Regions from separate parts of the Xenopus laevis genome. Here region 2 is linked to region 1. The links are chromatin contacts, called in public Hi-C maps. All regions are on one chromosome and are shown on one strand. Each heading gives the region's core, a stretch centred on a gene start, on an enhancer-like site or on the middle of the called end of the contact. The rest is flanking DNA. Distances are from core to core; before and after follow the strand shown.

Region 1 (6,207 bases), core at 2,481-4,980:
CTATCATTTTGAATTCCCAGACTGAAGGAAACACGATTCAAATCATTTAAACAGTGTAATTAAAGTTCATTTTGCTTGACTAATGTGATAAAATAGGATTTTGAATAATTTTTTTGGGTGACGGGTCCCCTTTAAGTTCCAGGCTCCAAAAGAACGACTTAACCATCAATATCAATCTCCTTAACCATCAATATCATTGTCCTAGTCCATTTTTTAAGTCTACTGATTAGAAAAGTGTAATGTGCAACATCCTCCATCAGTCTATGTATATATTGGCTATTACATGGATTTTCATATTTGTATGACACTTTCAATGTTGTGAATTTAAAACCATGTATTATAATGGATGTTACAGGGAAAAGGGGTAAGACAACAAATATTAAGGACTGTATGTTTTCCCACAGAAGATGTCAGCCTAAGTCATCATTGCACAGTGGATCAAATTTAAATAGAAAAGTAATAACAAATATGTCAGCCTTAGTGACCATTACACATTGGATCAAATGTAAATAGAAAATTAATAAAAATATTTACCTTTGGGTCAATTTCTGCAAGAACATCATTCAAAACCTGTAATAACTGCATGGGTTCCAGTGAATCAAAAGTTATTAAGTTGTAGTTTCTCTTAAAAGGTTCTTTGTTGAGCTTTTCAACAATGAGTTTCAGTTGGTCACTCATCTTCAATGGAGTTTCAGACCTAAGAGAAGTATATTTAGGCCATGAAGCACTTAAATAAACCACACAAACAAAATGAACAAAAAAATAAACCACACAAAACCAAGCAGGTTTGGATTGGCCCCCAATGAGAAATTCAAGTGGAGTAAGGGGGGGGGGGCTTGTGACATTGGCCATGGTGGTGGGGCCAGGGTCAGACTGGGCCGGCAGGACACTGTGAGAAAACCCGGTGAGCCCCCGGGTCTTGTGGGCCCCACCGGCTCAGATCCCCTCCCTGCACCCGTGCCTCTGTTCCTGACACTGCAAAAATGCAAAGTGCGTGAGCACACGAGTGGTGGGGGCCCTGAGGTAGCAAGACTGAAAGAAATTCTATAATATACAATATAGAACAGATCTGTAAACCGAGCCAAAGTCATGTGGGTATTAACAATCCGGTCCTGGATTTTTATTGAAGGGCACCTGTTGGGTAAAAATGTTGTCCCCAATCAAAGATGCGGCCTAATAGAGCCCTCATTCCGGTTGGGGATAACAGTAATTTATTTTTTTTAAAAATTGCTGCCTGCCAGCGCTATGCTACCCGCACCGGGAGGGAGTTCCTGGTGCAAGCAGCCATGTCCGGTCACTCGCATGCACTGAATGAAAAGCTGCCCAGAGTTGCTCATTTTGCGCATGCACGTGACGTTACATGCGTGTTATGCGCATGCGAGTGGCCGGACATGGCTGCTCACAAGGAGCTCCCTCCTGGTGTGGGTAGCGTAGTGCTGATGGGGGGTATTTTTTTTAAAAAAAACTACTGTTATCCCCAACCGGAATGCATGCTCTATTAGCCCGCACCTTTGGTTGGGGATAACATTTTTACCCAACAGGTGCCTTTTAAAACCGAATTCCTCTTCCCTGGAAATGACAACATAAGACAAGGCAGTCCCTGCACTTCCTCCCAGTCAATTTCATATAAAACCACTTTTATTAAAGGTACTTTAATGAAAACGCACTTTTGTATAGTTGCTTTCTATACTGCTCAGTTCTTGTTTCCTTCTTTTCAGAAGTGAGCACTACTGCACCTAGTGACGCAGGAGAACCCTGGAGCTATGAGCACCCTGAGCACCTTGCATCAATCGCCTCAGCATGGTTGTCACTTGAACCAGACAGCCTGGTTTTTGAAGGGGCTGTCCAGTTCAAAACTTCCCAACCAGTTTTGGTAGGTTAAAAAAATGGGACAAATGTCACCATTGACACAGAGTGTGACACTGTGGCCTGCCCCAAAATTATATTGGACAGGCCAAAAATGTATACCCCTTTTGTCACCAACCTCCCACTGTCTGGATTTGAATTAGGACAAATATGCCAACTCTACTCGCACGCTGAACACTAGAAATGATGTCAGGCAGATTTACAGAACAGATCTGTAAACCGAGCCAAAGTCATGTGGGTATTAACAATCCGGTCCTGGATTTTTATTGAAGGGCACCTGTTGGGTAAAAATGTTGTCCCCAATCAAAGATGCGGCCTAATAGAGCCCTCATTCCGGTTGGGGATAACAGTAATTTATTTTTTTTTAAAAATGCTGCCCGCCAGCGCTATGCTACCCGCACCGGGAGGGAGTTCCTGGTGCAAGCAGCCATGTCCGGTCACTCGCATGCACTGAATGAAAAGCTGCCCAGAGTTGCTCATTTTGCGCATGCACGTGACGTTACATGCGTGTTATTCGCATGCGAGTGGCCGGACATGGCTGCTCACAAGGAGCTCCCTCCTGGTGTGGGTAGCGTAGTGCTGATGGGGGGTATTTTTTTTAAAAAAAACTACTGTTATCCCCAACCGGAATGCACGCTCTATTAGCCCGCACCTTTGGTTGGGGATAACATTTTTACCCAACAGGTGCCTTTTAAAACCGAATTCCTCTTCCCTGGAAATGACAACATAAGACAGGGCAGTCCCTGCACTTCCTCCCAGTCAATTTCATATACAGTAAAACCACTTTTATTAAAGGTACTTTAATGAAAACGCACTTTTGTATAGTTGCTTTCTATACGGCTCAGTTCTTGTTTCCTTCTTTTCAGAAGTGAGCACTACTGCACCTAGTGACGCAGGAGAACCCTGGAGCTATGAGCACCCTGAGCACCTTGCATCAATCGCCTCAAAATGGTTGTCACTTGAACCAGACAGTCTGGTTTTTGAAGGGGCTGTCCAGTTCAAAACTTCCCAACCAGTTTTGGTAGGTTAAAAAAATGGGACAAATGTCACCATTGACACTGTGGCCTGCCCCAAAATGATACTGGACAGGCCAAAAATGTATACCCCTTTTGTCACCAACCTCCCACTGTCTGGATTTGAATTAGGACAAATATGCCAACTCTACTCGCACGCTGAACACTAGAAATGATGTCAGGCAGATTTCTAAAATATTTGCCCCTACTGTGCACAATCTGTGATGAGGGGATCATGCAGCTGCATTCATTTTGCTGAATCACCCACAATCATGGTGGGCACAGCCCAGAAGCCTCAAAAGCATTGTCTTTTTGCAACCGCAATGACACTGGAATTCTGGAGGAAAAAAACATGCACCCAAAATTGGACTTGCAGACATACAAGAGCCCTATGCTGTAAAAAATACCAGATACTGTATGTCTCATTATCCCCATCATGGCATGGAGAATAGCTGACATGATCTGCACAGTAGAACATTGTAGGATGAGCATAAAGAGTATAATCAGAGTTACTTGATCAGCACTGGAACATTGCATTACTGACTTTATATGGCAGTATTTTATTTGCAGCATTATGGACACAAATAACCGATGTAACTAGACCAAGTCTGGCATCTGGAAATCGTGAAGCCATTTTGATCACTGGCATATTGCCATTTTTAGGAAATCTGTAAAGAATGATCGTATTAGAAATCAATAAAAGGGTGCTACGCGGCGAAGCAACATCAATTCGTTACCTGACAACAGCAAAAGGTTCTCCGCAACAAACGCGCTTGAGACGGTTACCTTGACGACGCTTCCGTTAGTCTGTGACGTCGCTTCCTAGAATTAGCCGGGTTCTACAAGTGAGACGTGCTTTCATAACTGGATTACGGCTTTGAATTCTGGTGTTGTAGGGCCACCTGGAGTTCAAAGTATAGCATAGCAGTTTCTAACAAAAAATTCAGAGAGAGAGTGAGAGAGAATTTCTTGGATGGATACAAATATTTTTAAAAAAATGACTTTTTGGGGAGGCCAGATGTAGTATGGCCTTAAAGGGGATATGAACCCACAAAATGAATTGATGTACAGTTGGGGGACTATTTATTATGCTGTGTTAATGTATTTACTATGGGTAAATGGTGTCAAATAAATGGACAATTTATAAAGCCCTGTAGATTCTTTTACACACTTAATTGACCCCGTTGACGGCATAACCACTTAACCCATTGAAGTCCATGGGAAGAAATGTAGTTGCCAAGGAAATTTTTGTTTTATACACAGATTTTTCAAGCAGCAGCTGCTGCTTTTTACACTTAGAGTTGCCATCTTTGCTGATGGCTAAACCTGAACACCAGGAAGCGGGGCAGATAACATTGGGGGTGGGGCAGTGATGTAGGAACAGGCATGATGACATCAGAGGTGGACACAATGAGTAGAGTTATGACACCAGGGCAAGGTTATTGCATCACTTATGCAAACGGCTGGATTTCTATCCAGTATTCTCAATGTTTTAAAGTGTTGATGCCCAGTTTAAAACCACACAGGTGGCAACCCTATCTCTAGCGATATTCTGCTAAGTAAGTAAGCCCAATCCTTTAATTACAGGTATGAGCTCTATTATACAGGAATCAGTTATCCAGACAGCTCTGAAATACAGCAATGCTAATTTAGAAAAAAACATTCTTATTTTTGTTTGGTTTGCTCCTTTTTGCATCTGTAATAATAAGAAATGAATGGTACTTGATGGTAACTAAGCCATGTTGAGGTGAGTATCTTAGTATTTAAATGCTTTTCATGCATCATGCATTGGCCAGATTATTGCTGGTTTCATAAAGCTGAAAACCGAACAAAAACTTCAGACCCAAACAGGCCTTAATAAAACCGAACTGTTCGGGTCAAAACCAAACAGGTGGCAACCCTATTTACACTGCAATTTTACACAGAAAACAAATCATGCAGAAAATGTTACCCTGAGGGTAACATTTGATTTGGAGCAATATTATGCTTAATATGCTGTGTAAAAACAGTGTATTTTTCAGTATCAAGCTATTAAGCATAATATTGCCCCAAATCAAATGTTACCCTCAGGGGCATAACTACGGAGGAAGCATAGGGGGCCCCATGAGGCTCTAATTTATATACAAGTTTAATAAATATTGGTAAAACAGGACACCCTCTGGATATGCTGGGTCCCTGAGATTAATTTGCTGGTGGGCTCGGTAACATCTAGTTATGCCAGCACAAGGCTGCTTTAAGGAACCAGAGAAGCCAGAACTAGGACCCCATTTCTGGGCAATCAGAAACACCAACACCACAACAAATGTGTGGCAGTGCTGCCCTAAATTAATGTACTTCAAATGTGTTTATATGTGGCCTGTCTGCTAGAAATACCATAACTAAACATCCAACGTTCTTCTAATACTTTTAGAACTCACCCTGGTCAGAGTTCTTTTTAGTTGACGAAAGTTTTTGCAGATGAAAAGGTCGATGGTTGGTACCTCTAACCTTATGGGTCCCGTTTATATTCCCCTTTTATTAAAGCAGCACTTACTGAACATACCTCCCAACTGTAGAGGGACAGTCCCTCTTTGGACAGCTCAACCCGCAGTCCCTCATTTGTACTGGAAAATCCCGCTTTTCTTTGCACTGAACAGCCAGAAAAAGAAAAAAAAATGTTTCTAACTTAATTGGCTTTTGGCAGAGAGCCCAGAACAGCCACAACTGCAGATAAGATACTTTTGTAACAATTTTAAGATACGCAAGTGAGTAATTGTAACAATATAAGATAACATGTCTCTTGGAAGAAGTTAGACTCACAGCTTAAAGGGCAATTCGCCTTCATTGGCAAAACTGTAATAACTTGAAAAAAAACACAGAAACTTTCATAACCTGCCAAATTTTGTAAAATGAACATGGTAGTTAGGGGGTCTGGCCACAAAAATTGGCGTGGTTAAAAGTTCTCCCTCTTTTTACTTCCAAAATGTTGGGAGGTATGACTGAGTGCTCCAGATTCCCATGTATGACTGGAGCTGAATGGGGCGTGGACAAAAATTTCCTCAAAAGCAGCTGCAGTAGGCTGATGTCGACTTCTATTCTACTGTATCAGTGAATGAAAATACTTGTTAATCTTATAATTGGGCAGGGCCAGATCATCCTCCCACCCCCTCTATTTTATTCACTTATATTTTCATGGGGACTGAGGAAATGGGGATTGGCATACAGGAAATTTATAAAACTATTGTATCTCCTGTGCAACATCAGTATTTCTCAACCAATGTGGGTATGGTTGGGCAGCATGCCGCCCCCCTAAAATCCTGCCACCCTAAGCCCAGGCCTTGGTAGCCTT
Region 2 (6,207 bases), core at 2,010-4,509, 220 kb before region 1:
AAAATTGCTTGGTGCCACAAGCAATAACCAACTTGAAGCATTTGTTGAATATTATTCTATATACAGTTTTTATATAATCCTAAAAAGCAAGTAAATGTATATTACAGCATTTGGCAATATTAAAGGCACAAACCAAATATCTACTACAACTTATGTTTTCTGTTTGCAGTGATGAAAGTTTTAAAGGAAAAAATACCTGTTTTTTTTTTTTTACATGAGCTCATTCAGATGGGTTTATGTAGAAACATTGCATAAATACTTTCAGATGTGTATAATTCCAAAGATTAAATTGAAACCATGATAGTCAACCCTGACTTGTACAAATCATTTCCCCACCACCCTTAGGCTAGTGGAGTTATTCAACCCCACCTTCAATTTGTTCCATGTTTAAGTGATTTTGGACCTACAGTATGTCCCTCTGCTTTCCAAAGAATCTGTGCATCACCCACTATGGAAAGCAGAGGGGCTTCAAGACCCAAAATCCATCCACATGCAATGGAACAAGATGAAGGAGGGGGTTACATGACAGTACCAGCCAGTGGAGGGCTGAGAAATAGTTCTAAGTCAGATGCAGAGTATCATGGTTTACATTTAATCTGTGGAATCCGTTATGCCTGTGTTAAAGAAAATAAGATTATAAAGTTTTTACATACTTTCTACATAAGCTTATGAGTTTATATCAAAAGCACCCTGTTGTGGGGGTCATTTTAGCATTCAATATCAAATTGCTGTTTTTGATGTCTTTATTTACTTCCACTTTCTTCTGACTTTTCTCTTTCTTTCTTTTTTTTTGCAGTGGTGGACCTGCTTTGTCAAAAGACAATTTATGAACAAATCTCTGTCTGCCCCTGGGCAGTAAAATGAGGGAAACAAAACATAAAATGAGCTTCAAAATTCTGCACATTGTGCTGCACATTGTAACGCATTTGTCCTTTTTGCAAAATAAATTTTATACTGTCTTGTAATATTATCATTTTTGGATCCAACATGATCTGGGATATATTAAATGTTAACCTCTGGAGCTTAATAAAAGCAAAGATTAAATCTTTCCTTGTAGCTTCTGTTATTTACTGGTCAGTGACCCAATATATCTACCCCAATGTACTACATATATAACAAAGTAAATTACAATTTATTAAATGACATCCATGTAAAATGTGCATTTTTAAAAATACATTTCCTTGCAGTCATGTGATTGGACGTGCTTCCATCTGTTTGAAACACAACAGCTTTTTCATTGCTTTTATGACCAGAATCCTAGATATCTCAACAAAACAGATAATTACTGCATGGCAGCACAGAAACCAGTGAAACTAGCATCAGAATTTAATAATCAGCCTTGTAGCATCAGCTTATATTACAGACAAACTTAATTTTCTGCTTGATAATTTGCAATGACCCCGAATCTTAACTTCTCAACGTTCATTATACAGCTTTTTGTTTGGCTTAAAGGGTAAAAGCAACATCTTTGGCTTTGCTATAGGCTCCTGCATCTGGGCAAACATTGAGTCTTTTAGGGAACAGGAGCTACAACTGTCTTGCTGCATATTCCTTAAAGGGGAACTATATATTGATATATATCTATAAGATATATTGGATCTGGCAATGACTATCTGACACCCAACTCCTGAATGAAGACAGAATGAAGAGAAACAGATGCTGAGAGAGGGATAGTGAATATAAACTTGATTATTTCAGAAAGGATGCAAAATTTTTAATTGATTGTATTTAGAAAGTTCAGTTTGATGAAGCTTACATTAAATTTTTATTTTTGCGAAGAGTTTCATCCCTTTAACCTTGGTTGATGTATCAGTGCAGAAGCACATTTATGTCCCTGCCACTGAGCATTCATCTGTATTGTAATCTCCACAACTAACAGTACAGAAAGGGTTCATCTGTAACAAAACGAACCCCAATCTATTTAGGGATTAGTCATGATTTTTATGATGTAGTATAAAATTTCATTCCTGAACCAGCAGCTGGAAAATTGACAAAATGTCTAGCCTCATGTCAGATTTCAAAATTGAATATAGAAAAATCTGTTTGCTCTTTTGAGAAACGGATTTCAGTGCAGAATTCTGCTGGAGCAGCACTATTAACTGATTCATTTTGAAAAAATGTATTTCCCATGACAGTATCCCTTTAATGTGTTGCACTGGGACCTGAATTTTACTATTGAGTGCTGTTCTTGGATACCAGGCAGCTGATATCTTGTGTTAGGGAGCGGTTATCTCATTATTTTCCCATTGTTCTGTTGTTAGACTGCCGGGGGGGGTGGGGGAGGAAAGGGAGGGGGTGATATCAGTCCAACTTGCAGTAAAGAGTGACTGAAGTTTATCAGAGCACAACAAAATATAAAAAATGTCCAGGTTCTGTAGTTCACTCCCCTCTGCCGGTTAAAAGATCCGTTCTCCTTCGGATAGGCAATGAAAGATATGTATAGATAAAACAGCTCTGAAAGCTCGGGGTAAATAAGAGAAAAATGAAAACAATATATAGTGTAGTATATAGTGTAGTATTTAGTACACACAAGGGTGTCCTATACCTAATAAGGAAATACTACACTATATATTGTTTTCATTTTTTTTCTCTTCTTTACCCCGAGCTTTCAGCGCTGGTTTATCTATACATATCTTCAGAGCACAAGTCACATGAGTGGGGGCAGCTGGGAAACTGACAATGTCTAGCCCCATGTCAGATTTCAAAATTAAATATAAAAAAATATCTGTTTGCTCTTTTGAGAAACGGACTCCGTGCAGAATTCTGCTGGAGCAGCACTATTAATAGATGTGTTTTGAAAGAAGAAAAGCATTACAAAGTGGCACATTAGCACTGGGAATGACCTATTGACCCACTATTGTCAATACTATTGCAGTGTGAATGCAGGACAGGCTACAGCACATACACCTCCTACGGTGTAACTATTGAGGGAGAAGGTGGAAGGGCAGATTTTGCATAAAATATTATTTGCAGTTGTATCCAAATTCCAAATCAAATTGCGCAGCACTAAGCCCTTCTTCTTCCCGCGTCTCCTCTTCCTTCCTCGGTAAACTGACGCCTAGAGAGCGATTATTCTACTAATTGTGCTTTCAGTAGAATCGCGTATTTCACACGCTCCACTAATAAATGCAGATATTGGTCCTCAGCAACACAAGATCAAAATCTATTTCGCTACCTGACAAGCCTCGCTGTCACCATCACGGCTCCTCCCTTACTTCCGCCTTCACCCGGACCGGATGTGACGTCACTGAAGGTCCTGTAGGTCCGACACAGCTGCTGGTTGTAGCAGTGCATTGGGGTGGAGTTGTGCGGGTTACTGAGTTTAGCGCTAATTGTGAAAATGAATGTGATAGATCATGTGCGGGACATGGCAGCGGCCGGGCTCCATTCTAATGTGCGCTTACTGAGCAGTCTCCTACTGACTATGAGCAACAACAACTCGTGAGTAGCAGCAGGACCCTGGCATGATATTGGCTGAGGGGGTTCATTTGCTTCTTACATTGTGTATAGAGACTGGCGGCTGCACGGGGGGGGGGAAGCTTGGGGCCCTGCAGCTGCTGGTGGTCACCTCTGTTTGCATATGATGTTTCTTTAGTGTCCTCCATAAAGTATTATATTATAAAGTATTAATGATTCTCTTTATCATCCTTTCCTATTCCTCCTGCTCATCAGCTTGGCCACTAGTATAATAAACAATTATCTTTCTCATTGTCTTTATAGATACCCTCTGACTTTTACTGTCTTGTGTCTTCTAATTCTGTGCTCAATCTGCAGTTGTTGAACTGAAACTTGCCAATTATTGATTCAGTATTTATTCCTATGGATAATGCTTATTGGATAAGACGTACATGGTATAAGGGATACCTGGGCCAACCTAGGGTTATCACTTGCTCTGTTTTGACCCGAACAGTTTGGTTTTTCTCAGGCCTGTCCGGGTCTCGGCATTCTGTTCGGTTTTCAGCCTTGTGAAAAACTAAATGAAAACCAATTAAAAACCAAGATACTCACTTTGACATGGCTTAGTTATTATGAAGTGCAGTTAATTTCTTGTTATTAAAGAAACAGAAATAAGCAAATCCGTCAAAAATAATGTTTTTTTTTTTAAAAATGAGCATTGCTCTATTTCAGAGCTTTCTGGATAACTGATTTCTGTATAATAGATGCCATACCTGTAGTTAAAGGATTGGTCTTGCTCATCAGGCAGAATAGATAGAGGTAGGGTTTCGAGCTGTGTGGGTTTCAAATTAAAATATCAGTTTGTCAAAGGGCTGTCTGTTCAAAACTTTATGGTCCTATTTAAAACATTGAGTAAACTGGATAGAAATCCATCCATTTGCATATAAGTGATATAATAGCCCTGACCCAGCATCATAGCTCCACGACATCATTGTGCCTGCCTCTGATGTCATCATGCCTACCCCAAGATCACTGCTCCACCCCCAATGCCATCTGCCACGCCCCTATTGTTCGTGTTTAGCCACCGGCAAAGGGTACCTGTGTACCAGTAACAATGTATTATAATCCATTTAATCTTTAATTCACCATATTAGGGCTGTTTAACTAAAGCCCAATGGGCTCTATGTGACCCTCAGAGTAAAATATGACCCTTGGGCTCTTAAGCAACTTTTTATGACATTACTATTTTATTATATTTTTACTTAGCCCACATCATGGGAGACACTGGACAGAACTGGCATATATGCTGCTGAATATTCAGTATGATTAATGTTTTTTTTTTTTTTTGTAGGGAGATGTTGTCTCCATCACAAAAGTACCAGTTGCTTGTGTACCATGCGGACTCTCTGTTCCATGACAAAGAATACAGAAATGCTGTCAGCAAGTATACAATGGCTCTGCAGCAGAAGAAAACCTTAACCAAGACTTCCAAAGTTAGGCCAGCAATGGGAAATTCAGCTGCTACCCCACAAAATCAGGTAGAAATACCAGTTTCACTGAAGGACAAGCCAACAACACTTTATCTGCCACACCTTTTTATTACACATTTGATCTGTATAATAAGAAAAATATGTAATATATTATGTATACATTTTCCTTTTATATCATCCTATAATAGTAGCTGTTTGCTGTACTGAGGCTTTTCCCTACACTGATAACAGAAATAGATTTACAGACGATGCCTAAGCCAAAGATGAAAATTGTTTATGTACCTTATATTTTACATTCATTAGAGTCTCCCATCAGAGATTGAGGTGAAATATAAAATGGCTGACTGTTATACCATGCTGAAACAGGACAAGGATGCCATAGCCATTTTAGATGGAATTCCTTCTCGGCAGAGAACCCCAAAGGTAAAACAGAACATTTTTTTTTTTTTTTACACAGTATGCTTTTCCATTATCTGTACCAATTTGCTACACTCCTAGTCCTAACTTTCCAATGGATCCACACTGCACAGTGACTAGTGTTGTTGGATGCAAAAGGTATCCACTAAGTGTCAGGTATTTCTTCCTTCTACAGTGGAGTGTTGTGCTGCATGGAGTTTCACTGAAGAAGGGTAGGTGCCAATTCCCTACATTAATTGAGTCTAACTGTTACATAGTGCAAGAGGATCTGTGTACCATGATCAGGGCTTCACCCCCCTGCTGCCCACAATATGCATCCTTCCTGCATCCCTGGTAGTTACTCTACTGGTACTGTACACTGAGATACTTTCACACTTCAACTTTTTTACTATAGCTATCATAAGAATACACAGCATTGTTCTGCATTGGCTTTCATACCTTAATTTATTGTATCCTGTTGGTGTGTGCTGCCAGCCACACATGATGGAATGTCCTGCATTTGTTTTACAAATGTTTTGTATGTGAAGCACATATCTTGCAAAACATCTTAGATGTATCAAAAGTGCTATTAAAGGGATAGTGTCTTTTTTTTCCCCCAAAAACACATCAGTTAATAGTGCTGCTCCAGCAGAATTCTGCACTGAGTCCGTTTCTCAAAAGAGCAAACAGATTTTTTTTATATTTAATTTTGAAATCTGACATGGGGCTAGACATATTGTCAGTCCTAGCTGCCCTTGGTCATGTGACTTGTGCTCTGATAAACTTCAGTCACTCTTTACTGCTGTACTGCAAGTTGGGGTGATATCACCCCCTCACTTTCCCCCTAGCAGCCCATCATCAGAACAATGGAAAGGTAACCAGATAGCAGCTCCCTAACACAAGATAGCCGCTCCCTAACACAAGA

The links. Hi-C and Micro-C count contacts between places; a contact is called where the count stands out from the background.
Region 2: a Hi-C map of the XTC cell line shows a contact between it and region 1, with 4 times the contacts expected there. The contact joins the promoter of anapc7.S here to the promoter of ift81.S in region 1. A contact is called at or near these places in 3 of 4 Hi-C or Micro-C datasets (the XL177 cell line, the XTC cell line and animal cap).

What each region holds. Positions count from the first base shown.
Region 1 is chr1S:150,765,361-150,771,567 of Xenopus_laevis_v10.1, reverse strand. ift81.S (intraflagellar transport protein 81 homolog) reads right to left here and starts at 3,730. Exons shown (of 19, transcript XM_018244202.2): 1 at 3,617-3,730; 2 at 535-697. The coding sequence starts at 678.
Region 2 is chr1S:150,987,914-150,994,120 of Xenopus_laevis_v10.1, reverse strand. It overlaps anapc7.S (anaphase promoting complex subunit 7 S homeolog), which reads left to right and starts at 3,259. Exons shown (of 11, transcript NM_001094396.1): 1 at 3,259-3,441; 2 at 4,748-4,934; 3 at 5,190-5,309. The coding sequence starts at 3,341. LOC100036831 (actin-related protein 2/3 complex subunit 3) reads left to right here. Exons shown (of 7, transcript NM_001097119.1): 7 at 797-1,044. The coding sequence ends at 859.